7 separate regions of the Mus musculus genome follow, and regions 1, 2, 3, 4, 6 and 7 are each linked to region 5. Evidence: chromatin contacts called from public HiChIP or PLAC-seq, capture Hi-C and promoter capture Hi-C data. All regions are on one chromosome and are shown on one strand. Each heading gives the region's core, a stretch centred on a gene start, on an enhancer-like site or on the middle of the called end of the contact. The rest is flanking DNA. Distances are from core to core; before and after follow the strand shown. Region 1 overlaps 5330413P13Rik (RIKEN cDNA 5330413P13 gene). Region 2 overlaps Cds2 (CDP-diacylglycerol synthase (phosphatidate cytidylyltransferase) 2). Region 3 overlaps Gm14051 (a long non-coding RNA gene). Region 4 has its middle 42 kb from the start of 5330413P13Rik. Region 5 holds the start of Rassf2 (Ras association (RalGDS/AF-6) domain family member 2). Region 6 holds the start of Cds2 (CDP-diacylglycerol synthase (phosphatidate cytidylyltransferase) 2). Region 7 holds the start of 5330413P13Rik (RIKEN cDNA 5330413P13 gene).

The links. Promoter capture Hi-C pulls out the DNA fragments that hold promoters and counts their contacts. HiChIP or PLAC-seq counts read pairs in DNA pulled down with a chosen protein or histone mark. Capture Hi-C pulls out chosen DNA fragments and counts their contacts.
Region 1: a contact with region 5 is called in an H3K4me3 HiChIP or PLAC-seq map of forebrain, with 4 times the contacts expected there. The contact joins the enhancer-like site here to the promoter of Rassf2 in region 5. A contact is called at or near these places in 10 of 39 promoter capture datasets (the C10 cell line, the HPC-7 cell line, cranial neural crest and 4 more), 1 of 15 datasets of contacts at CTCF or cohesin (embryonic stem cells), 4 of 484 Hi-C or Micro-C datasets (embryonic heart and embryonic stem cells), 13 of 115 datasets of contacts at active chromatin or transcription factors (DN3 thymocytes, bone marrow-derived dendritic cells, embryonic hindbrain and 7 more) and 4 of 9 other capture datasets (adipose tissue, embryonic stem cells, liver and 1 more).
Region 2: a contact with region 5 is called in an H3K4me3 HiChIP or PLAC-seq map of the 230-238 cell line, with 11 read pairs. The contact joins the enhancer-like site here to the promoter of Rassf2 in region 5. A contact is called at or near these places in 1 of 39 promoter capture datasets (the C10 cell line), 2 of 115 datasets of contacts at active chromatin or transcription factors (the 230-238 cell line and memory CD8 T cells) and 1 of 9 other capture datasets (adipose tissue).
Region 3: an H3K27ac HiChIP or PLAC-seq map of microglia shows a contact between it and region 5, with 4 times the contacts expected there. The contact joins the enhancer-like site here to the promoter of Rassf2 in region 5. A contact is called at or near these places in 5 of 39 promoter capture datasets (the 3T3-L1 cell line, the C10 cell line, embryonic stem cells and 2 more), 1 of 484 Hi-C or Micro-C datasets (embryonic stem cells), 4 of 115 datasets of contacts at active chromatin or transcription factors (bone marrow-derived macrophages, embryonic stem cells, forebrain and 1 more) and 3 of 9 other capture datasets (adipose tissue, bone marrow-derived macrophages and macrophages).
Region 4: a contact with region 5 is called in a promoter capture Hi-C map of embryonic stem cells, with 2.1 times the contacts expected there. The contact joins the enhancer-like site here to the promoter of Rassf2 in region 5. A contact is called at or near these places in 4 of 39 promoter capture datasets (embryonic stem cells and hippocampal neurons), 1 of 484 Hi-C or Micro-C datasets (embryonic stem cells), 5 of 115 datasets of contacts at active chromatin or transcription factors (embryonic stem cells, forebrain, stem cell-derived neural progenitor cells and 1 more) and 2 of 9 other capture datasets (adipose tissue and embryonic stem cells).
Region 6: a capture Hi-C map of macrophages shows a contact between it and region 5, with 4 times the contacts expected there. The contact joins the promoter of Cds2 here to the promoter of Rassf2 in region 5. A contact is called at or near these places in 13 of 39 promoter capture datasets (the 3T3-L1 cell line, the C10 cell line, the HPC-7 cell line and 8 more), 9 of 484 Hi-C or Micro-C datasets (B cells, CD4 T cells, CD8 T cells and 5 more), 4 of 115 datasets of contacts at active chromatin or transcription factors (bone marrow-derived macrophages, embryonic stem cells, memory CD8 T cells and 1 more) and 4 of 9 other capture datasets (adipose tissue, liver, macrophages and 1 more).
Region 7: a contact with region 5 is called in a promoter capture Hi-C map of liver, with 3 times the contacts expected there. The contact joins the promoter of 5330413P13Rik here to the promoter of Rassf2 in region 5. A contact is called at or near these places in 7 of 39 promoter capture datasets (the 3T3-L1 cell line, cranial neural crest, embryonic stem cells and 3 more), 2 of 484 Hi-C or Micro-C datasets (both in embryonic stem cells) and 1 of 9 other capture datasets (adipose tissue).

Annotation. Positions count from the first base shown.
Region 1 is chr2:131,826,880-131,830,415 of GRCm38.p6, reverse strand. The region is part of intron 2 of 5330413P13Rik (RIKEN cDNA 5330413P13 gene); the gene reads left to right. Among named protein-coding and RNA genes, the nearest start is that of 5330413P13Rik, 19 kb to the left of the region's middle. Within about 2 kb of position 1,650, at least 78 of the 459 cell types and tissues checked have an H3K27ac peak or open chromatin away from gene starts, as enhancers often do. A contact at or near this core is called in adipose tissue, embryonic stem cells, forebrain and 1 more, where this site is marked.
Region 2 is chr2:132,281,006-132,284,229 of GRCm38.p6, reverse strand. The region is part of intron 1 of Cds2 (CDP-diacylglycerol synthase (phosphatidate cytidylyltransferase) 2); the gene reads right to left. Among named protein-coding and RNA genes, the nearest start is that of Gm46766, 19 kb to the right of the region's middle. Within about 2 kb of position 1,954, at least 98 of the 459 cell types and tissues checked have an H3K27ac peak or open chromatin away from gene starts, as enhancers often do. A contact at or near this core is called in the 230-238 cell line, adipose tissue and memory CD8 T cells, where this site is marked.
Region 3 is chr2:132,219,723-132,223,304 of GRCm38.p6, reverse strand. Gm14051 (a long non-coding RNA gene) reads right to left here. Exons shown (of 3, transcript XR_866753.3): 3 at 3,053-3,258. Among named protein-coding and RNA genes, the nearest start is that of Tmem230, 26 kb to the left of the region's middle. Within about 2 kb of position 1,589, at least 76 of the 459 cell types and tissues checked have an H3K27ac peak or open chromatin away from gene starts, as enhancers often do. A contact at or near this core is called in adipose tissue, bone marrow-derived macrophages, macrophages and 1 more, where this site is marked.
Region 4 is chr2:131,803,952-131,807,688 of GRCm38.p6, reverse strand. No RefSeq gene overlaps it. Among named protein-coding and RNA genes, the nearest start is that of 5330413P13Rik, 42 kb to the left of the region's middle. Within about 2 kb of position 2,193, at least 15 of the 459 cell types and tissues checked have an H3K27ac peak or open chromatin away from gene starts, as enhancers often do. A contact at or near this core is called in embryonic stem cells, where this site is marked.
Region 5 is chr2:132,028,308-132,031,796 of GRCm38.p6, reverse strand. Rassf2 (Ras association (RalGDS/AF-6) domain family member 2) reads left to right here and starts at 1,809. Exons shown (of 11, transcript NM_175445.4): 1 at 1,809-2,046. It overlaps Gm31179 (a long non-coding RNA gene), which reads right to left and starts at 1,346. Exons shown (of 3, transcript XR_374996.3): 1 at 746-1,346.
Region 6 is chr2:132,261,313-132,264,707 of GRCm38.p6, reverse strand. It overlaps Cds2 (CDP-diacylglycerol synthase (phosphatidate cytidylyltransferase) 2), which reads right to left and starts at 1,560. Exons shown (of 13, transcript NM_138651.7): 1 at 1,211-1,560. The coding sequence starts at 1,264. Gm46766 (a long non-coding RNA gene) reads right to left here and starts at 1,204. Exons shown (of 2, transcript XR_001783482.2): 1 at 968-1,204.
Region 7 is chr2:131,845,569-131,849,097 of GRCm38.p6, reverse strand. It overlaps 5330413P13Rik (RIKEN cDNA 5330413P13 gene), which reads left to right and starts at 1,442. Exons shown (of 3, transcript NR_029381.1): 1 at 1,442-1,526. It also overlaps the pseudogene Gm14281.

The sequences.
Region 1 (3,536 bases), core at 401-2,900, 200 kb after region 5:
GAGACAAGGCTGTTCATGCCATAAATCAAGACTTAAAAGTTCTCTTCAAACAAAGTAGCAAGCACACTAACTAGGTCTCCCACACAGTATCCATCAAACCGGTTTAGGAGCCTGTTGGCAGCTGGAACCTTTGTGCTGTGGTTTGCTTATTGTGTTTCTTTTAGTCCTCTTCAGTAACATACCTTGACTACAACCTAACACTATATACCACCCCCACCCCCCCATTGGATTCCTTCTTAAAACTGATGTGTAACTACATCCTATACATTTTTATAGTGTGGAATCTTCATTCCTAAACTCAAAAAGTTAATGTGACTAGGAAGAGCTAATTTAATGGCCTAAGGGTAGTGCAGAGACAAGTGAGACTCGGGTCTCTAATATGTACAAACTCATATTAAGTCTATGACTGATTCTACCCTAAGTGTTAAGTATTTACTATTATAATGATTATCAGGCATCTCGTGATAAATAGGCCTTGCTATTCTTAGTGCTGGTCTTAGACCTGACAATCTCCTATGTGCTTTATTTTCGGTGTGGTCTTGCTATACTGAGAGGTGATGCCCTTTCGCCAAGATTCCTGCTAAACGATGATCTTCTCTCTACAAGCTTAGGCCTTCTTATTCTCCCTTAGGGAAGACTTTTGATCCTAGAAGAGAAGTCTGTCACCTGTGTACTCCTGAAATATAGGTGACAGAAGATAGATTGCCAGTCTTCATCAACTCTTAAGATGAAGAGATCTAAGTCTCAGAGGGAGAAGCTGAGGCAGAGTAGGAAAGGACAATTAGGAGAATATGGGAAGGAAATGAGCCCCTACCCAAACTCTGTCTGACCGCAGATTCTCACCAGCTGAGAATTCCCACACAACTAAGGACAGTTGCTCAGTCTGTCTCTGCTACCCTCCCTGTTAGAGGTGTGTGGTAGAGTGCCTGATATAAGAATATTCTCCTCTTTTGTTCGGTCTCCAGCATGACAGCATGACATATCCCCCCCCCCCCCCCAGCTAACAATGAAATAACGAGGGGAATATGCTTCTATACCCAACCCTATCCCCCTACCCCCCTTTCTTTCACATTTTCACTTTGAATTCTTTCTCATTTTAGGAAACTGATTCTCTTGGAGGCTGGGCGACCATCCAGGGCCAATCTGGGGACAGATTGGGGAATCACACAGTTATATTAGTATCTGTAATTTAAAGACTCACTTGACTTAATCATTAAAATTCCCGTCGTTGCTACAGAATCAGGGCTTGTTGTTGTTGCATTTGGAGAGAAATATTCAAGGACCCAGTCCCAACTTTGATGTAGACATTACCTGTGACTTAGAGCCAGGTCAGGGCCACCTGAGGTTAAGAAGTAGAAGAAAGCGTTTTTTTACGAAAGGGTAAGTGCCTTCTGGGTCTCAGGCACCATGCTTGGGGATGCTGGGGAGTCATTTCATATGTAAACTACCTGGATGGGCCGTGAGGATCCCACCAAAGCACCAAGAAAGAACAGCCCATTCCTTTTCTGACTGGAAAATAGAGCCCACTTCCCCTAGCGCCGCCGGTGAAAGAAGCCTTTCTTTGAGTGTGCAGCGGCACCAGAGGGCGCCTGGAAGGAAGAAAACCCTGGGTCTGCTTAGACCTTTCCTCCTATTGCAATGGTTTCCTTGAGCCCAGGCGGTCCAGAGCGCAAGCCAAGGTTCCACAGAAGCCCGCACAGAGGACAGAGGGCTGCTGTATTCAGCACTGTGATCTCCTGCCAAAAAACCCGAACCCCACAGGCTGCATTTGGAAGGACGTCCCCTGTCCAACCGCACCTAAGACAGCTTGAAGGAACTTGAAAGGTGGAGGGGTAGAGTGACCTTCTAAGCTGCCTGGCTACCCGACAGCTACTGGACACTACTCTTCCAGAGATAACTGGAAGTCTAGCTTTGATTTTCCATCATGGCTAAGCAATACTGGAGCTGTCCCTTGATCCTCCCACTGCTTTGTGAAATTAGAGTGGGTGGCCCAACCACAAGGCTGGGATACTTTGAATGAACCGATTTTTTTCCTTTTTTTCTTTTTCTTTTTCTTTTCCTCTTTTCTTTTCTTTTTTCTTTTTTTCTTTTTTGGCTTTCACTGTCATGGTGCAATAGTTTGAAAATCAGGGCAAGACTTCCGGAGGGAAAATGAGATCATCTCAGAGAAAATGCTCAGCAAGTGCCCCCTGGTGGTTGGTTTTTAAATTTTGCTCTTGATTGACAATGGTTTGTATTTATGGGGTACAATGTGTCTGACACTCTTATGCTAACGAAATAAGCTTTCTGTATTCGGTTGTTCTCAGATGACAGAGACTGTTTATATGTCTTCATAGAGACTCCTGCACACACACACCTTCCAGCTGCTTGTCTCCAGGATGACGGGGCTCCATCCTTCTCAGTTTGTCAAGGGCCCCCCAAAGTGTGTTAGTGTAAGATTTGGGGTGTTGGGTGATGTGATTTGGTTTAATACTATTTGAGGGGCATAGCATAACCTGAATTGGGGAATCTTTGGAGAAGTAATGTTATTGAAACCTCAACATGGGAATTGTAGACCCTTGTCATTCAATTTTACTAACACTTACCAGGGCAGGTATGGCACCCCACCAGAGATGCAAACCCACCACTCCTTCCACCCCTACATCCACCCTTTAAAACTGTACCAGCATGCCACTCCTCCGTATACCTCCCAAGCTGCCCTGTTCCCTAAGTATAGAATCTGGACTGTAGCTGTTTCATTCTCTCTCACTGCTCATGAGGAGAGACCCAAGCCTTACCATTATCTTTCCACTGAGCCTTTATGTGAAAATCCACATTGCTTTCTTTGAAGTCAGAGAAGACATGTTGATTGGCATATGTCTAAGTTCTGTCCACCTTCTTGCTCCCTAGAGGGCTCTGAGCTGTCCAGCCATTGGTACCCACCCATCAGCACTGTTACCCACCCATCCCCCATCAGCATTGGTACCCACCCATCCCTATCAGCACTGGTACCCACCCATCCCCCATCAGCACTGTTACCCACCTCATCAGCACTGGTACCCACCCATCCCCCATCAGCACTGGTAACTGCCCTACCACCACTAGCACCACCACCACCACCACCCAGGCTGCCGTATGCTTCCCTCAAGGTCTCCCTGCTTAGCCTCCTGCTCTACCGTTCTCTCCCAGGTTTCAGCAGCAGCTGCTCTTGATCCGCCTCTCTGGCTCCTGCTTACTTGCCTTGGGGTTTGTGATGATCATAAGATCTCCAGCTACCACCCCTCTAGGCTTTGTTGCTGGGGCCAGGCATGGCAATCAGGACTTACAAACAGAACCTTATTTAATTCTCATAATTGCCTTATGTGGGAGGTTCTATTACAACACTCACTTTACAGACTAGAGAACGAAGGCTCAGAGAGACTCAGTAACCTACCCAATAGCCCACAGCTAAGTTGGTAGCAAAGCAGACCTTGAACTTGGGTCTAATATACAGCTGTTAGTTGATTGCCACCCTGGGGACTGTTACTGTACCCTTCCATCCCCTCCTTGTCTTCCCT
Region 2 (3,224 bases), core at 705-3,204, 250 kb before region 5:
ACTAATTGAGAAAATGCCCTACCGAGGGATCTCATGGAGGCATTTCCTCAGCTGAGGTGCCTTCCTCTCTGAAGACTCTAGCCTGTGTTAAATTGACTACCTAATCAGCAGTACGCCCCTGTTTTCTTCCAATTCCCTCTTAATTCTCAGTATTTCACGAAGGGTTGCCTCTGGCTCACAAAAAGCCTTTTAAAGCTCCCCATGTGACAGTCTGACCTTTTAGAAGAAATGAAGCTGGGCCGGACTGGGAATCCAGGTAGGTGGGACTCAGCCGACTCCACATCCTATTTCTTTACCAGACACCAATTCTCTTTTGATACCTGTTAAAATTCTCTTATTTTATCCCAGTTTGTCTTAAGAAAAGCTAAAAACAGGGACAAGGAAGGAAGCAGCGCCACCCACTAGACTCTCATTCACTTCCACGTGGTGGCGGGCGTGTGGCACACTGGTCGGTTATGCCCCTGAAGCTCGCTCCTCTCTGGGGACCTGACAGTCCAATCCATAAGTTCCAGCAGCTGAAATGACTCCACAACTTACAAACTATTTTTTGCACTGCTTTAAATGCAAATTGCAAGTCTCCTCCTGGAGCACAGACTTAACCTAAGCGTAACCTTAGTGCTGAATACAACCTTGCCATCTTAAGCAAGCCTTCTGGCCAGCTGCCAGCGTAATCAACGCCCCCCCCCCCCCCCACTTATGGAGACAAGTACAGAGGGGAGAAACTGCTAGAGGGTGCTTAAGAGATGTCAGGAGCCCTGTGTCGATCTTGATGAGAGAGCCCAGTAGGTTGAACTGAGTTCTTACAGGACAAAAAGATAAAGCCTGCACGTGTATTGCATGCGTGTGGGGTGGGGCGGGTATTGTGAGGAAGAACAAAGAAATACTTCTACTGCTTTTCAATACTAATCCCATTTGACAAGTTTGTGTGTCTAAAGAAAAGGTCAAAGATGAATTTACTGTGAGCTGGGAACTACAGAAGCAAAGTGAACTTTCTCTTTGCCCTATAAAGATTAACAAGAAGGGGCACACAGATTTTAGCTCCAGAGAGAGGGGTACTCACAGGCCAGTGAACTTCAAGAACTCAGAAAACAGAATCTTATCTACACTCTTCATGAACAAGCTGACAATTTTGAGGGCCCAGAGAGTCAGTGCTAATCCACCACGTCTACCCTGCGTGGAGTCAAATGCTCCTTCCTGGGATGTGGCTCAGCAGCTGGCTGCTGGGGAGGGAGTCTGAGAGAAGAAAGTTACAGACGCAACTCTGCTGGCAACTGTGCGGTAGAGCAGCGTTCAAGTCCCTCCAGGCATCAGCAGAGTTAGGTGCTCAGAGCGGCCCTGGAAGAGAAGCACCAAACCCCGTTGTTTCTGACTTAGAAACGCTCCATATGCCAAGGTGCCACACACTGGGGTATCATTTCTGAGACCTAGCAGAGGCACCCCCACCCTAGCATACCCTGCCTGCCGAAAGTCTCAAATCAATACTGAGATCTACAGAAAGAGCACTGGGCTTTCCAAGACGGAATTCATTACAGGCTCCCTCACCAGTAACAGCACTGAAAGGAAAGATTAAGGGTGGGGAGGGCGGGGCGTAGATTCAGCTTTTAAAAACCTAATTGATGGGCTGGAGAGAGACTGCTCAGTAGGTAAGAGCACTGACTGCTCTTCTAGAGCTCCTGAATTCATTTGCCAGCAACCACATGGTGGCTCACAACCATCTGTAATGAGATCTGATGCCCTCTTCTGGTGTGTCTGAAGACAGCTACAGTGTACTCATACACATAAAATAAATAAACTTTAAAAAACAAAACAAAACAAAAAACAACCCTATTTGACTATCAACTATCTCCAAACTATTTCAAGGGAGTAAAGGGCATTGGCAAAGGATGCGGCACTGATGACCGACCACATACCCCAGCCAGGTTCCTGGAAAGTGACTGAGAGGTCACCGTGTGCTCGCCTGGCTCTTGATTGACTCAACCCCCTGCTTCCCTCCTTTCTCGACTCATCACTTCCTCCCAGCCATCTAAGCGGGCTCAGTAATAAACAACTTTGGTCATGGTACTTTGGCACAGCAACAGAAAAGTAACTAAGACAACTGACATAAACATAAATATCTAGAAGACAGTTTGACAACAGTCCCAGTTAAGAAGACAACAGAAATAAAGTACTGAGATGCACTTCTGAACATCAGCTAATGCACAGCCAGGAACAAAGAATAAACACAAAGCCTTTTAGAGTTCCCAGTGCTCCCACCCAGCACTACAGAATTAACAGGTCTAGGTACATTTCCACTTGTTTCTCAGACAGGTTCAGAAACATGTCCACATCTCAGTCAAACTAGACTACACACTGGAAAGCCCCGGGAACAGCTAACACTTGAAAATGCTACCCTTGTGGTAAGAAACAGCTAGTTAGTCCAGGCGTGGTGGCCACACACCTGTAAGTCTCAGCACTAAAGGCTGAGGCAGGAAGAATGTGAGGCCAGCCTTGACTACACAGTGAGACTGTCACGAACAGAACAGAAAAGGAAGAAAAGACAAAGACAGACGGAGGCAGGCCTGGCAGCATGTTACCTGTAGTCCCAGCTACCTGGGAGGAGTCAGATGTGGGAGGAGCATGTGAGCTTGGGTTTTCCAACAGAATGGGCAACATAGAGAGACCCAGCCTCAAAACAACAACCTGCTTTATCCTGTATAACTTCATTAGCTCTTGACAATAAGCCTTCATCTGCACGCTTCAACAGAAAATGAACTCTAGCCGGGCAGTGGTGGCGCACACCTTTAATCCCAGCCCTTGGAAGGCAGAGGCAGGCAGATTTCTGAGTTCAAGGCCAGCCTGGTCTACAGAGTAAGTTCCAGGACAGCCAGGGATACACAGAGAAAGCCTGTCTCGAAAAACCTAAGAAAGAAAGAAAGAAAGAAAGAAAGAAAGAAAGAAAGAAAGAAAGAAAGAAAGAAAGACAGACAGACAATGGACTCTATGTTGGAAGGAGCTTGTTTTACTCACTGCTATGCCCCATGTCTGACAGCCTTGCCAACCAGGTCATTCTACCATGGGGGAAGAACCTGAAAACTCAAGGTTCTTGGAACTAAGTCTCAGCGAAGCACTGACAAAGTTAGCAAACATTTCCGGCCTGACTGAGTCCCTCGGCGCATACTCAAGCAGGAATTTCTAGGTACAGACTGTGGGGCACGGCCTCAGCAACTCCAAGAGGTGTTGGTTCA
Region 3 (3,582 bases), core at 340-2,839, 190 kb before region 5:
CTATAATTAATGTACTGGTATCCTCCTTTCCCCCTTAAGTACGATTCCCTACTAACCTGCCTGAGATCACACTGCCCTCGGTTAGCTGGGCTAGCGTGTGTGTGTATATGTGTATGTGTGTGTATGTGTGTGTGTGTGTGTGTGTGTGTATGTGTGTGTGTGTGTGTGTGTGTGTATGTGGTCCATTTGTGAAGTAGTCAGTCAGCTTTCATCCTTGGTGCTCCTGATCCCTGAATCTGATTTGTTTTCCTTCTAAATCCTTACTACCAGCTGTCATACTACATACTACACTATATACTACACTATATATGTATATATGTACACACAGACACATATATGTATATACACACACATTTACTGTGTGTCCCCCTTGCTAGCATGCAATGCACAGAACTGCAGACTTATTTAGTTTGTATCACTTCCAATTTCCAAGCCAGCCGCTGTTACCTATGCTTGCTGAGAGAAGCAAATGAATCAGAGAATATACATAATATGCATCTGGTAGGCCCATCCACTCAGCCAGCTCATGCCTGTCCAGTCTTTGCATCACACAACCCCTAGAGCATAAAACAAGCCCACAGCCTCTGCCTCAGAGCACCCCCTGTCCCTGAGGGAACAGATGTTTGGGGTGTGCTTGGGATCACGATGGAGTTCTAAAGTACCACCACACAGAATACCATGAGGTCGTGTGCTGTGGGGAAAGAATTCTTTTTTAAAATCGCCTTTACTAGTTGGGTGTTAGTTGGGTGTTGGTAGCACACACCTTCAATTTCCACACTGGTGAGGCAGAGGCAAGTGATCTCTTCAAGTTCCAGCCTGGCCAACAGGCAGAGTTTCAAGATAGCCAAGACTACATATAAAAGGATTCTGTCTTGAAAAAACAAAAACAAAAATCAGTTGGGTAGCGGTGGTGTACTCTGGAGGCAGAGGCAAGCGGGTCTCTATAAGTTCAAAGCCCAGCTTGGTCTTCAGAGTGAGTTCCAGGGTAGCCAGGAGTACACAGTGAAACCCTGTCTCGAAAAACAAACAAATAAAACAATAAACAACAACAACAAACAGTTTTCCTAGGGCACAATTGCCATAAAATAGACTCAACCCTAACTTCACAGCTAGAGGAATGCAGATATATGTGTATATGTGTATATGTGTATATTAGCATTCTACAGAACTTTAAAATTATGCTTTAAAAGCATACTGTTGCACTTCCTAAATCACTCACATTTATTTATCCATTTATTTATTACCTCTTTATTTACAGTGTGCGTGTGTGCGTGCAGCTGCACACTGTGGCCTGTGTGTGTGGCAAAGACAGCTGGGGGAGTCTGCTCGTCTCCTCCCGTGTGGGATGAGGGGAAGCTAGCACAGACTGTCATGTCTGAGCCATGACGCTGGTCCGACATTAGCACTTCAAGTCGCAGGTCTGTAGTGTTAACAAGCACACTGCTGTGCACTTTGCCTCTAGAACCCTTTCATCCTGCAGAGCAAGCTTGTGCACAGTCAACTCGGTCAACGCCAGTTCCCTTTTCCCCCTCCCTGGGGAGAAGATTCTTTTTGAGTCACCCTTGTAAGTAGAGCGTTCAGGATATTTAAAGAACTCCTGAAAATGATCTCAAAATACAGCTGCTTCCAAAAAGAGCCAGTGAATCATTCCGGGCTCATGAGAGTGCAAAATTTAAAAACACCACTCAAGTTGACAAAAATGGAGAAGGGATATTCAGGAACTGCTGTGTTGAATACTCCTCTGCCCAGGGTTTGAATGGTACGGCCAGGCCTGCATCCCATTCTTTCTGCGTCAGCATGGTCTCCAGTGTTCTCTCCCTTCTCCAGCAGGCTGCAAGCACCAGTGATTATGAGCTGGGTCGTTTTTTTTTCTTTCACAGTCTTTTTCCTGGCCTCCCCAAACTGGCTGACCTAGAAACCCAAGAGAGGGCTCCTCAGGTCTCTAGTGAGTCTGTTTGAGTCTGCTGGCCACAATAGCCAGAGGAATAAACCTGTTTCTCGGGAGTGAACTTCAGTTACAAGGCTACTTGACTTCTTTCTTAGATCATCAAACAGCCCAGGGAGGTGGGAGCCAAATTCTCAAGAGGCTTCAAGCTCATGTTCATGCCCCATTCTTCTCTAAGAGCCCCCATGTAGAAGCATCCCAGGGTCTGTTCTTTTTGGCCACCGTGAATCATGTGGGCTTTCCTGGAAGGATCTCCATGGTCAGAGAGAACTGCTCTAAACGCCATAATTACAAAGTGGAAAGAAGTTGGTTAGTTTTACTCAATGGGGACTAACATGAGAGATAACAGGCCCTCCTGGCAGGTTTTTGATCAGGGATATGAGGTAGCTTAAATTTGTAGCATGGTAGGATATGGAGCCCATGGCTAAGCAAATAGATGTCCCTGCCACCTAACAACCCAGAGTTTGATCCCTGGAACACACAGGGTGGAAGAACAAAACTGACCCCCACAATTTGTCTTCATACCTCCATTTATATACTATATAACACACACACATTAGACACCATCAAACATCTACTAGTAATAAAACATTTATTTCTACAAATTTTTGATACATATAATTTTTAACATTTATTAAACACAAAAGCAAAATTGCATATTAATGGCACTAGTGCTATTCTGTCTGTATAAGGAAGTGTTGGCTGAATGTCCAACACTGCAGACAGAGAGGGGGCTCCAGGGTTTTTCAGAGGTGATTGACATTTCACTTTTACAGTGCTGAGATGCCATTTGCATAACTTAGTAACATAAAATGACCAGAACATGTTTAGGGCCATTTCAGAAACTGTTGGGAATTCTCTCCAAATCACAAGTCAAATTAATTTAATTTTTTTACTCTCTTTTTAAAGATTTATCATCTTAACCATGTGTAGGTGTTTGTGTCTGTGTCTGTGTATGTATGTGTTTGTGTCTATGTGAGGGTGTTAGAAGTAAGTTTGAGGTCACAAAAGAAAGGGCCCACCGTTCCAACTGAAGTGTCTGGACAGGCGAACATTGCTCTTGATCAAGAGGGTGCTCTCAGAAAATCAAACACACGGAGACAGGAAGTGTATCTAGTTTTTATTCTAATTTCAGGTGGTGGCTGTGTCTCTTCCCCATTGGCTGGGGTCTGACCTCACAATCTTATTCAGTTGGTTGGCTAGTCCGAAGAGAATTGGCACACAAGGGAGTTGGATGAAGGGGAAAGGAGGTGCTGCTCCAAGAAGGGGGTCACTGCTCCAAGAAGGGGGACACTGCTCCAGGACATAAATTCCTAGAATAGAGCAAAGGTTTTCCTGGGTCACAGTAAGTAAAACACTTGTGTGAACATCTTATAATGTGTGGGAGATAAAAATATTTTAATTCACTGGGCAGTGGTGGCACACGTCTTTAATCCCAGCACTTGGAAGGCAGAGGCAGGTGGATTTCTGAGTTCGAGGCCAGCCTGGTCTACAGTGTGAGTTCCAGGACAGCCAGGGCTACACAGAGAAACCCTGTCTTGAAAGAAAAAAAAATTTTTTTTAATTCCTTGTCCTTGTTTTATAGTATTTGACAAAAAGACTGGTATTTGATATTTCTTACAGATGTATGTGCCGGT
Region 4 (3,737 bases), core at 944-3,443, 220 kb after region 5:
TCTCATATCTAAAGAATAAAGTACTCGGAATGACAGAGGAAAGTGAGCCCATCCAATCCCACTTACCAAAGTGCTTTACAAAAGCCAAATCGGGCGAAGGAGAGATAGCCTTGCGTCTCTTTGAAGGGGCCATGTAGCCAAATCCAGCAGCCAGGTAACGACACGGCTGAAAAATAAATTCCGAATGTCAATGGCAGCTGCCATGTCAGCTGGAAAGCAGTGTGTCAACACCTGCACTGTTTTTCCATCCGAGTTTATTGACCCTCAGCTCTGCCGTGGGCCCTAGGTCAAGCTCCTGCAACTGCTGAGAGCCAGACCCCAGCTTTCTATTCCAGCCCTCCAGGGCACTGGGATACCGGGCTTTGGTTTGTTTGTGTCCAGGAGAAATTGAAGCCAGCATGCCCGTGAGAGAAAAGCAGTTAAGACAAGCCGGGCTTGCTGGGCCTGACCAGAGTGGGAGATGCTCAGAGCAGCAAAGAAGGATGGACGGCTTTAAACACACAGATGCGGATGTACACACGTGTCAGAAATTCCAGTTCTTTATCACCACTCCAGGTCCAAGGTCAGTTACTCCCTCAGGCACTTGCAGATATTTCTCCTCTCCGCATTGACTTAATCCATTCTCTGTGGCTGTAACAGAATACCACAGCCTTGCATGAGTCAGCATCTGGTAAGGGATTCGTTTCTGTATCATAACATAGCTGAGAGTGTCATGTGGCAACTCAGGTCACCTGTACTGACTCCGACCTCCTTTTTACCAAACCACTGACCCTACCCCAGAGGTCATTTCAGGACCTTGTCTAACCCTGATTCCCTCCCAGAGACCTCACCTCTGTGTACCACAGGCACATGCACTTGGTGTTACGTTTACAGCCCATGAGCTTTTGGGGGAATGTATGAACCAAAGCAAGGACCAGGGAGCCATCGTGTTGCAGGAGTGGGACCAGCCGCTGATCTCATGGTCTCCACTCTGTCTTTCATTTCCACCAATCAGAGGCTGCTTTTCTCACATATCCGACTTGAGTCTGTGCTTTGCTAAGCCTGTGAGGTTTACTTAGAACATTGCCTGTCACCTTCAGTGACTCCAGAGCGAACCATCCTTTCAAAGGAACCGCAGTGATCCGTGGGCTTCTCTCCCTGGAGATTGAGCAGGTTGTATGGCTAGCAGGACTCTTGAGATCGGTTACACCTACATTGGGTGTAACCGATTATACTTCATTGCAGAAAGATCTTTGTTCCATGCAATGCCTTGAATTCTGTGCAATCTGAAACGTATCTTGTTATCTTGGCTCTTCTTTATTGGCCTGATAAATCTCAGTTCTCCTTTTTTTAAAAAGCATTTATTTTTTTTTTTTTATTTTTTATTTATTTATTTTTTTTTGCTTGTTTGTTTGTTTGTTTGGTTTTTGGTTTTTCGAGACAGGGTTTCTCTGTATGGTCTTGGCTGTCCTGGAACTCACTTTGTAGACCAGGCTGGCCTCGAACTCAGAAATCCGCCTGTCTCTGCCTCCCAAGTGCTGGGATTAAAGGCGTGCGCCACCACGCCCGGTAAAAGCATTTATTTTTAACCGGCCGATACCATTTTGTTTGGCGTTTGTTTCTTGGAAGCACCATATAATTTAAGTTTCTATTTTAACCTGTAATTTGAGTCCTTCTTTAAAGATGTTTTTCCTCCTGCTTTTGTTGTTGTGTATATGCAGGTTCTCTGCTGACGGCACAGACAAGAGAAGGCCTGAAGTTACTCCGTCTTCTCTCCTCAGAGGTAAGTATGGGTTTCTGGACAGGGCTCTGCAGTGTTCCTGGCTTTGTTAACTCGATGGTTTCCAGCAAACCCCTCTTCTTCCTGAATCACAGACTCAGTTCTCACTGCTCTCCCTGGAGGGCTCACACAAGTCTCCTTTCACCTCCCAGGTTTGCAAAGGTTTGGAAGGGCATCTTGGAGTCCCCCCCACCCCAGGTTCCGGTGGAACTGCTCTGTTCACTCTTTCTCAGGGGTCACCTTTTCCACTGAGTGGGAGAGAGTGTTGGGGCCACAGCAGAGTGGGCACATAGAGGGCAGAGCAGGGAGGCAACCATGAAGGGCTTAGAACATCACTCAAGTGCCCATCGCTTATCAGCAATCCTGTCTTCTGTGGTTGTTAGAATGAAAATGGCTGCCACAGGCTCACAGGGAGTTGCACTGTTAGGAGGTCTGCCCTGCTGGGTGTGCCTTTTCAGTAACCAGAAGCCCTCTGCAGGTGGCCTTGTTACCTCCTCTAGGACTGTCACTCTCTTCCCCAGGAAAGGCTTTCTTCTTCTGGAACTTGACTCTAGTTCTTCTCTGGTTTCCCCATGCCATCCACCTGCCTGTGGACTTGTGTCTGTTTTCTTACTCATTCTTGGGGTGTCCATTTGTCCCCAGGACTTTCAATTTTTTTAATGTGTATAAACTGCTGTTACTAGTTTAAGAATTTCCTTTCTCCTGTTTTATTTATTTTATTTTTTAATAGGATCTCAAAAGCCTACTCTTCCCAAATGCAGAGATTATATACACGTGTCACACACTCTATTCTAATTTATTGCCTTACAATTAAAAAAAGATTTAGTTATTTTATGCATAAGAAGTTTCTGCTGGCATCCGTGTATATACATTACATGTGTGAGGTTCCATGTTTCTCTCTCACTGCTGGGGTGTGGGAACTTCGCTGGGGCAGATGAAATGGGAGGCACTGGACTACATTTTATCCTATGCTGGTGTTGGGTGAGCAGCTGAAGGGTCCCAGCCCAGGTTGTGTGTGTGTGTGTGTGTGTAGTTCCATCTTAGCTCAGGGGATGAGCGTCTGGGAGCACAGAGGGCCTTCTTCAGGAGGCAGGGCTCTGTATGACAAAGGCTTTCCCCCAAGGGAGATGACTGTCTCTTGATGAGAGAGGACAGGAACCTGGTTGGGAGTAGATGAAACTCCTACTATGCTCAGGTATGAGGGTACCAGAGTTTCTGAACCCACTCGACCTCACCAAGTGTCCTGGCATGGTCCACTGCCCCACAATGTGTGCCTGAGGAAGTCAGAGAAGGCCATAGGATCCCTAGGAACTGGAGTTACAGATAGATAGTAGCTCTCTTGAGGGAGCTGGGAACCGAACGTGGGTCTTATGCAAGAGCAGAAAGTGGTCTTAACAGCTGAGCCATCTCCTCTGCCCCCCACCAACCCATTATCTTTTCTAACTCTTCTCAAGTTCCCTTTATTCAATCGTCTCATTATAGTTACGGGAAATGATTATAGTTGCATGTTGACAGAGTATGCGAACTACTCACCATTTAACTGAACAATGAGATCTAATAGTGTCTCGTCTCTTGTGCAATTTTACATTTCCTGGTGGCCTGGGGCTATAAGCAAGCAGTGAAGTGTGTATGCATAGGCTCTGAGTTCAATTTTCAGCGCTATAACATCAGGATTTGTTTGTTTGTTTCTTTTCTTTTCTAGAACCGCACCATTTTAAAGCTTGTTTAATTTTCTCTGTGACTGCTAACTATTTCTTGCCTCTATTTCTTACTCTTTAAAATTAAATATCTATTAACTATCAGGGAGGGGTGGAGCCATATCTTGAAGGTCATCTGGAGAATGGTTCAAAGAAAAGAGAGTGACTCAATGTGTTTCATACGAGCCAAGTGAGCCAAGGCTGAGAACTGTTTGGCCAATGGATTTGGTAACGTGAAAGTCGCTGGTGACCTTGACAAGACTTGGGTTGTGGGAACAAAT
Region 5 (3,489 bases), core at 560-3,059:
CTACAGAGTGAGTTCTAGGACAGCTAGGACTATACAGTATTCGAAAGAAAAAAAAAAAAAGAAAAGAAAAGAAAAAAGAAAAGAAAAGAAAAAAAGAAAATTCAATGTGTGTTTCCTATTGAGAAACAGCATCTCCAGCCCAGATGCATCATCTTTGTCTTCTCTGAAAAGATGAAGGACCACTCTCCTCTCCCACAGCCTCGATATGAGGAAACAGACCATTAGAACGGTGTTTTCCAGTGACTCAGATTACCACTCACTGTATTCACGGAGGTGCTTTTTAAAGGTCTCACTATGTGCACGGAATAGTCTCAAATTCACACTCTTCTTGTCTCAGCCTCCTGAGCAATTATGTGTGCACGTCATCAGGCCTTGCCCGGTTTGGATTTAACAGGGTCAAGGACCAGTATTTCGGGCATTAGGAGTGTACCCTCATTGGCAGGAAGCCAGATGATTGGTTATAAGATGACCATTTGACTCAACGCGAGCCAGGGGAGCCAGGGAGCGGCTCTCCTGAGAGGCTGGGCTAGAACTGAAGAATTCTAGCAGCATCTCACAGACTTCTTCAATAGCAAAACCAGAGCCCTGCTGTTAGGAGTCATGGCTGCCCTTTGTCCTGTTTCTGAGGTCACGGAAGGCCAGGTTAGAAGAGAAGAAAGATTCCCTTGGAGAAGGTTTCCTGGAGAGTTCCTCAGCTCACCCTGCAAATCTAGCTTGAGAAAGGCTGCGAAGGAAAGCAGCTTACCTGAAACACAGTAATGGCTCCAGTGAAAGAAATTAATGGACCCGGTTTGTGTTTATAGCTCAAGGGGAAAGAACTAGATGCATTTATCTCCCTAACACCCCCCTCCCCTTTCACAGTAGAAAAAGCCGATCAGTAGCCTTCTTGTTCAGTGTTGTGGGACATTTCCAGCACCACCCCGCAGCTGCGCTTTGGCCTCCGCACATTTGAGGCTGGCTGGTCTGGGAACGGATAGCCGTTTATAACATTGTTTCTATGGGAGACACATTCCAAGATCCAAACAATGAGTTTAAAAGAGAATATCTGGCTTCCAGGCAGATGGGATGCACTTTGGAGGCTTGGCTGCCCTTTCTTTAACCGTTAGATTCCCTTCCCCTTTGGTTTGGGGACCAACTGCAAGGTCGGGCATATGTAAACGAAGAATTATGGTTAGAGGGTATAGAATCCGTAGCTGGGTGCTCCCTCCTATACACTAGAGTTCCTCGGAGGTCTAAGGATGGAGAGGAGGAGGAGGTGAGGAATGGACAAAGAAACTTGACTTCCTTCACATTGCCGTCACGTCTGCCGGCCTGCCGAGTCGAAGGGGCCCACTTAGCCCTTTGGCAACTCAAACCCTTTTGGGAACAAACCCGGGTGTTAGAAAGAACCACCACCCAACTCCACCAACTGCACATCCTCTGCTAGGAAATCTGCATTCTCTAGGCGGGCTGCTCCCTGGGAGTGACTGTCACAGAGCCAGGCGAACTGAAGAGCTTGGGCTAAATCTCGGCGTGGCTTGGAGAGGGCAGGCGCGATGGGGTGAGAGGCAGCACCTTATTCCCTCCACCCACGCTCTCCGCCTCCTCCTCCTCATGCACTCTGGCCTGCTGAGAAGAAACGCTGGCAGCCCGCGCGAGGTGGGGTGGGGGTACGCGGGGAGGGGGGGGGTAGAGATGAAGGGAGGAGGCGACGCGAAGCCACAGCATTGTCTGTCTTGAAGGGAGGGGAGAAGCTCCGCCCCCTAGAGGGGAGGGAGGGGGAGAAGGGAAAGAAAGGCAAGAGAAGAGGGGTGGGGAGAGAACTGCAGGGTGGCGGGTGGGTTGGTCAAGGATCGGCAGATAAAGGCAGAGCTCGGGGAGGCGGGGCGGAGGGGCCAGGTGGGCGGGGCGCCCGCCCTCAACCGCACTGTCGCCGCCCAGGCCGGCCCAAGCGAGCGGGTCCCGCGGATCACTGGCCAAGCACGCTGGAGCACCCCCACCCCCGCAGCGGCGCCCCCACTTTCCAACCCCTGCGGCGAGAGCGGATGCAGATGGTCCGGGAGACAGGCAAGACACAGGGCGCGGGGCTCGAAGAGCCGGGTACTGGCACAGGATGCGGGCGCAAGGTGCTGGTGGTCCTCTTTCCCTCTACCCAGCTCAAAGTTTTCCCTCAGTGGCCCGTGGCCAGCCTGGTCCGGTCCCTGACTCTTCCCTGTCCCCTTTTGCCACCCAAGCCACAAGGTGGGCTTAGATATGCGGGCTGCCCCAGAAGCAGCGCAGGCGGGCGCCCCAGCCCACTCCTTTTCCCCGGGTAGAAAGTTGTGGCCTGGAGCTCATGCTGCGGCTCTGACCCCTTAAGATCTTTTCTGAGGTCGACACTAAGTGCAGTGGCAGGAAATTGCCCCCATCCCCAGAGCAGGGTGTCCCCGAACTCCCTGGAGAGGTGAAGCGAGATAGCAGGTGCAGGCCTGTAGAGCTTAGGGGAGGGTCGGACTGTTGTGCGCACTCTGGCTCCCCGGGCGGGGACCACATCTCCAACCCGCGGCGAACCCAGTTCCCTTTGGGTTTCAGAGTTTAAGAGCGCGCGGTGCTCGGCGCACTTCCCCCTCCCGGGTTTCTTGTCCCTTCCGGAGCTTGTGCCTGAGGTCGCTGGAGACCGAGCTAGGCAGGTGCTTTCAAAAGACGGCCTGGCCACTCGTGTATTAGAGCGCTTACTCTGCACCCAGCTTTATCTCCGAGTGCGCCCTGGGAGGCAGCAGAATGGTGGAGTCCCGACAGGGGCAGATTTGGAACAGCCACTGGACAGATAGCCACTGTGCTTCAGTGGCAAGCTCAGCACGAGGCTTCTCAATGCTGCGCGCGCTTTAGTCCCAAGAGTCTGGAAAACCAGGGCATTAGAAACGATTCTTCCTGAGAGCAGAGGCCAGGGGTTACGGTAAGCAAGTGGAGGATTCCTGTAAGAGGAAGCGGTGGACAAATGACAATTTGTCAGAGCCGGCTCTGTCCCTGCGGTAAATGGCCCTGGGACAGTGGGAAGAAAAAAATTAGGGTCACGGTTCTCAAAAGATAGCCGGCAGATTCAGCCAGGGGATATCTTTGAAGAGCACGTAAATGAGGAACCTGAGGTTGATTTGCCATACTTTCAATCCACGTTTATTAAGTGGAAGCTTTTCCTACAGGTGGTCTGGGGGTTAAAGAAACCTCTGTGGCTAAGCTATACTGGATTTGAGAAGAGTGCCCCCCTTCCTCCCCTTGTTCTCATTCTCCCTTTCTGTCCTAGGGGACTAACTGTGGTATTTTCCTGAGCGATGCTCATTTGAGCTGTTGCTTATGGGCTGTTCCTCCTCCGGACTAAAGCCTGATTCCTAGGACCTGCTGCAGTCCAGCGGGATTCAGGAAGGTAGAGAGGAGCATCAAATGATGGCGGAGTGAGAGATGACCTTTGTTTGCAAAGAAGCATGTTTCTTGCCTTAGTACCAAAGGGGGCTATGAATAAATAGTCTGCCTGGC
Region 6 (3,395 bases), core at 311-2,810, 230 kb before region 5:
ACGCTTGTTTCCTTCCTGATGTTCTAACCAATTCAAACACAGTAAAAAGGTACAAGCTGGCTAGGGGGCTAGTGCCTTTATACAGCACAGGATAGGCAGAGGTGGAGGAGGTCCAAACTAGCTAGCAGGGCTTCCTAGAGAGATTCTATCTAAAACAAAAGTTCTGATGTCAAACGTGGGTGCTTAGGCTTGATGCTGTTTCCTTAAACAGCATTGGGGGGTGGGGTGCCTTTAGTCCCAGCACTCAGAAGGATCTCTGGGATGGAGGCCAGCCTGATCTACAGATCAAGTTCCAGGACAGCCAGGGCTACAAAGAGAAACCCAGTCTCGAACAAGCAAACAAAGATACTAAACTCTGTCAACTATTAATCAGGGGAAACGCGGCATATCCTCCTCCTTTATTGAAGACAGGCTAGAAACAGACCTTCAACGGAACCCTTATTTCCGTATCAGCACGCAGGCCTACGTACGAGAGCTTCTGCAGGTCACAAGCTGACAATCTCTGACTTAACCAGTCTCCATCATTCTGGTCCAGGCTACCTCAGCCGGTTCTACTCATCACTCACTGATCCGAACCACAAATACGGTCCGTCATTCAATGTCCACAGTAAAACAACCACCCTCCACCTTTCTCAACTTCACACAAACCTCGCACTTTCAACCAAAGGAGCGCCCCCACATTGGCTGTGTCCCTGCCAAAATGGCCTCCTCCTTACCTTCCTCCTTTACCCCATCAATGCCCACACTTGGCGCAGTAAACAAACCCACCATTGGGAGCACACACCTGCTCACTAACCCGCCCTCTCACGGAGTGGATCAAGACTCCTCTCTGATAGAACCAACAGATTTAATGTTTTAATCAAGTTCAAAAGAAGGTTTTAATCTCCCAGGAGACAAATGCTATGGCCTGAGTCCTCCCCCATTCCCCAATCAACAGCAATACTTGTAAAGCAAGCGGTGAGCCTACATCGCGCTCTCCGGGCCCCAAGCAAGGTCTGTGGGGTGTCCAGCGTCCACATCGGGAAGGCCTAGGGAAGGCGAAGACCCTCCAGAGCTCACGCGCTACTCCCCGCGCCCGCAGACCGCTGTCCCCACAAGCAAAAGACACCCGCCGACCCTCTGCGCAACCCAGGCCTGGTACCCAGGGCCGCGATAAAGGTCAGAGGGCGAGGCTGCCGGCGCGCCCCTCCGCACTTAACGATGCCTCTACCTTGTCCTCCGGAGGTGCGTCCTCGCGGACAACCCTCTGCCGTAGTTCGGTCATGCTGGGGACCCCGGCGCGACGTCACCCCGAGTGAGCAGCACGGTGGCCGCGGGGGTCGGCTCAGTGAGCACGGGCTCTCGGCGGGCCCGAGCACCTCGCAGCCCCACCGTGCCTCGCACAGCCCCTGCAGCAGCGCCACTAGCCCCGAGCCCGGCCCCGCCCAGCACCGCTGCCGCCGCCCTTGCCCGGAGAGCGGAGCCGCTGTTTCCCCAGCGGCCGCTCGCTCCTCCTCCCGGGAAGCTGCGAGCCAGCGCGCACGCGCACTGCCGCCATCTCCGCCTGGAACCCCAGACGCCAGGAGGCGGGGCAGCCTGGCGGGGGTGGGGGCGTGAGCGGAGTTCGAGACACTCATTGGACAAAACCTAGAGGGGGCGGGAGAAAAAGAGCAGAGTGAACCAATGGGGTCCTTGCGTCCTACCGCAAGTCCCCGCGCGCGAGTGCTGGGTCCAGAAGGTAACCTGTTACCGGGGGACAACAGCGCCTCGTAGCGGCCTAGACTTGCTGCTCTCAGCTTGGGAGTCCAAACGAAGAGACCAGGTGGACCTCTGAACATCATAGCAGGAGGTGAAACCTGTTTCAGCTCACTTTGCCTTGCCAAGCCATGGTCGCTGGTAACTTAGTGAGCACTGATTCTGTCTAAGCACCGAACTCAGAAATAGTCTCGTCCCAATCACACACCTTTTTTGTTCACAGCACTCCAGAGACAAAGGCAAGTGGATCTGATCTATGTAACCTGTTCCACTGCTACTGAGACCCTGTATCAAAAAACAAACAACCACAACAAAAAACACTTAGAAATGGATATGATATCTGCAAGTAACATCATCCAAGATATTGCTTGTCTTAAGTTTTTGTCTTGTTTTGTGCTGAAGGTAGAACTCAGGACCTATGGGCTAGCGAGATGGTTCAGTGGGTAAGAACACTGACTGCTCTTCCAAAGGTCCTGAGTTCAAATCCCAGCAACCACATGGTGACTCACAACCACCCGTAATGAGATCTTACGCCCTCTTCTGGTGTATCAGAAGTCAGCTACAGTGTACTCATGTATAAAAATAAATCGTTCAAAAAAAAAAAAAAACCCTCAGGTTTGGCTCTTGTTAACCACAACTTCTGTGAGTAAGTTAACACCCACATCTAATTCTTTGAAAACCTTTGGGCTGAAAGGAATGTTTCCTATGGAGCCCCTCCCTCTATTCCTGACCTAGTTTAAGCATTTAGCCAGCAGCTACAAGGGTACGAGTAAGAATTAGAACTCAGACGTTTGTTACCACGCTGTAACCAATGTTCACATATGCTGCCTGAATTCAGTATTATGGGTGCTGTTCCAGCATTGTTCTCATGCAAAACAGGGCTCCCAGTCCTTAGCCAGATTGCAATCTCAAAGAAGTCTTCCACACCAAGGGTCAGGTTCCTTTTAGAGATTTTGACCAGAGCTGTGAGTTTTCAGAAAATAGGAAGAGTTCTGAAAAAGACTTACATTCTCAAATTCTTGTTATGATGTTTCAAATTAACAGCAAAATACTTAGACAAACTTCAGCCCTCTGGTCTTTGCATTTTATTTGCTATTTAACAGCTTTGCACAAATGCTTGGGTGCTCTTGTTCCTCTACTGGTGTTTGCTGGTTTTGTTGGGTTTGGGTTTTTGCTTTGTTCTGTTAGAAATAAATACCTTTTGAAGCCAGACTTTGGCTACTTTGTGGGCTTTTTTCTTTCTTCTACCCTTCTCCACCCTCTTCTTCCACCCTTTCAACACCCTATCACTATGTAGGAAAGGAAAAGAAAAAGGATAGAGGTGAAGGGTGGTGATAATATCATGTGACTATTTTCTGATAATTAAGGGCGTCAAGTTCCTTGGAGCAAGTTTGAGACCAGAATACATGGCTAGAGAAATGGTTCAATGGTTAGGCGCACTTATTGCTCTTGCAGAGGAAGGAGGTTTGGTTCTCAGCACCCATACAGGACGAACTGCCCATAATTCTGGTTCCAAGGGACTCAAGTCCCTCCTCTGGCCTCTAGGATCGTCTGCAATTACATGGTACACGTGTACACGTAACTCATACAGTCACATGCATACAAAAAATAAAATAAAATATTATCTTTAAAAATAATACAGGACTGGAGAGATGGCTCAG
Region 7 (3,529 bases), core at 193-2,692, 180 kb after region 5:
TGGAATTGGCAATTAAACCTAAGGCGTTGCACGGGTTAGGCAAATGCTCTTCCACCGAGCTGTCTACCGAGCCCTCATTTAAGTTTTGAGGGGGTCTCACTAAATGAGACCCTCATTGTCGGGCAGGATTGGTGCCACTTTGGAGGCCAGGTGGGCCTTAAATCTGAAGTCTTCCTGTTTCAGCCTTTCAGGTGTCACTAAGCCCAATGACCATTACTCTTTGAAGAACATTGTGTGTCGTTTTTTTAGTTTTGAAATATCACAACCGAGGGGAGTGGGCGGGTAGGGGAGTGGGGGTGGGTGGGTATGGGGGACTTTTGGTATAGCATTGGAAATGTAAATGAGCTAAATACCTAATAAAAAATGGAAAAAAAAAGAAATATCACAATCGAAAGTGCTACAAACATTTGCGTAAATGAATGCTCACTTGTTTGGGATATGACGGACCATAGATTGCTTGTGTTTTAAGTTTGCTTTTGTTCCTATTTATTGTTTCTTTCCTAGATACATATTTTAAGGTTTTCTTTTCCTGCAGATTGCAGTGAAGAATTACATTAACAAGTGATTTTTCTTTTACCTTTTTAATAAATGCTAATGGAAACAAACAAACACTCCAACCCCTGAGAAATACAAATGGCAACAGCTTCAAAACAAAAGGATTTGGGAGCAGAAGTCTCCACAGTCAGTGTATCAGTTACTCTTCTACTGCTGTGACTAAAACACTACCACAATTAAGGCCACTTAGAGAAGTAAGTACTTAATTGGGTTCATAGTTCCAGAGAGCTAGAGTCCATGATGGTGGAGCAGAGACACGGTGTCAGGAACAGCTGGGAGCTCACACCTCCTTCCACAAACGCAAAGGAGAACACACACTGGGAATGTGAACAGTCTCAAAGCTCACCCGCCAGTGCCACACCTCCTCCAGCAAGGCCACACCTCCTCCAGCAAGGCCACACCTCCTCCAACAAGGCACCACACTTCTTAATGCTTCCTACAGTTGCACCAACTGGGGGCCAAGCATTCAAACATGAGTCTATGGGGGCCATTCTCATTCAAACCACTGCTCAGTAACAGTCAAAACTGTAAAATCATCCAAGCTGTGTCAATGCTCGACACAAACCAATGTCGTACTGATGTGTGTGTGTGTGTGTGTGTGTGTGTGTGTGTCTCGTGCTGTTTGTTAATGCCCCTCCAAGGTGTAAACTAAAAAAGCTAACTGCTTGGATCTATGATCACACAAACCATCTAATTTGCTCAAGGTTTGGCTCAAAGCAACATCCTTCCCTTTACTAGCTGAAATTCGTGACAGCCTCAAAAGGGAAATCGGCTTTGTTTCAGCACAGCTGTGCTCTGGAGTCTACACAGTTCCTAAGCAACCACGCAGGACTCAGCCAGTCAGAAGGCAGTACACAGCAGGGTCCCTGGCCACCTGGAGGTAGCCTTGGTGATGGTGTGCTTTGTCAGGCTTGTGCTCACAGGGAGCCCATCCTGTTTCAGGCAGCAGACAACAATTGAAGTGACCCCAGGTAGGTTTGGAGGCTGTTTCCCGTTTGACCTACAGGGCCACTCCACCCACCCCCACCCCCCACCCCCACCCTGTGATTATCCACTATGAGACAGCAGCCTGGTATCCTGGCAGATCTTCTGTAGCAACAAAACGCTGTTTGTCAAGAATGGTGTCATCTTCGTGTAACTGAAAAAGGTCTATCAGAGACCAGAGCCTGCCGTGGTCGGTGTCTGTGGCTGGGGGACAGTATACGTGTGATTATGCTGCCCAGATCTTTTTATGTATAGTCTCAGATACCTTCTGAATTTCTGGGAAGTGACCTCCACACACAACCATTCTGAATATTTTTGTTGTATACAAGCAGATATTTCTTGTAAGCCTATGCCCTATTCTTTATGGAATACAAATTAATAAGTGCTTGCTCAACTTTGTGGTGTTGAAACTGTAAAGTCTCTAGAACAATAGAATGAAGACTTGTTTTCTGCATTGGCCAGCTGATTCAGGACGTGTGTGCTCTGCTAGACTATTGAGGAGAAACTTAGCAGCTTCTGGAAGATTCCCAGTAACCGGGGAACTCTGTCAACAGTAGCACTTGCCTTAGTGTTTGAACTGTGCTCTGAAAATACTTAGAGCCTCTCCTGTCTAGCAGGGATCTCTCTTTTTCTTCCCAGAGTACTTGAGGGAAGGATGTGGGAAGATAAGGCCACATATAAAGACCAGAGTCAGGTTTGTGCTTCCAGAAACAAAGACATCACATGAAAGGTATATGAGATAAATTCCTTCATATCATTGTGGTAGATCCATGAAAAGATAGCAACAAAACCTCTTCAGAATTTACAAGAGCAGAGTTAAGACTCCCAGCTTATTCTTGTGGACGGCGTGTTGCTTCCAACAAGTAGTGATGAAAGGAAGTTTGCTTGGGTTCTTACAGCTACCATGTAAGCTGAGAGATGATGGTGTGGGGGAGGGGTGAGAGGGGCAAGGACTTCTTATAGGAGGCAGGAGCTTCTCCTGCTAGCTTCCATGACACTCATTTTCCTGAAGATCTAGGAGGCATGAGGGCGTTGCAAAATGTTGTTAAAGGAATCTTGACAAGCGTGCGTCACTCAGCCCTCTCACACTGAAGCCTTTTGAAAGCACGTGCCCTGTAAGCTTGGACAACCACAGTGTAAGCTGGAAGCTGGCTTACCCAGTAAGTCCCTGTCCTGCAAGCCTGAGCGAGGACCTGAGATCACATCCCTCGCAATCTCACACTGATGCTGGAATGGTGCCCATGACCCCAGTCGTGAGAAGGCAGGGTTGGAGGCAGGCTCTCTGGACCTCTTTCGCCAGCCAACTTAGTAGAATCGATGACCTTCAGGTTCAGGGAGGGACGGAGAATGATCTACAGCAGCCGCACTTTGAGTATTAAAGAATGAGTGTATTAAAGGTAAGCAAAAATCAAAGCCTGAGCAGCAAGTGGCAGATTTAAAACATCATCGCGTCAGGTGTTTATAACGACTGTGTTTAGAATGTGTAGTAGAAGTGGTTAGGGAAGTTCTGCTAAACAGCCATGCTGGTCTGACGGGGACGGGGAAGTCCTGAGCAGACCCAGACTCTCTCCCCGGTGAGTTTCAAGCCTCCAGTCCCTGACGTGTGCCTTTTTATACTGTGAGATAAACAGTAACCTTTATAGAAATGGTTTACCTTCTGGCTGTTTTCAAGGGCACTTGCTATTCTCCTATCTCCCTGATACAGAGGCAGGAGCCAGGCTGCCCCAGGACAATGAGTCCCGGAGTCTACGTGAAATAAACATAGCTGCTTGTTCTCAGAGCCAGCTCTCAACACGCACAGATGGCACATGCCAATTTATGGATATAATTTATATTACAGACCTTCGTCAAGAAATAAGCTGGAGAACAATGGAGGAAAATGCTCAGCTTAAGTCTCCTGTCCACACCAAAGTCCACATACACACACACACACACACACACACACACACAAACACACACACCCAACTATATTGAAAGGAAGTAGAAAATT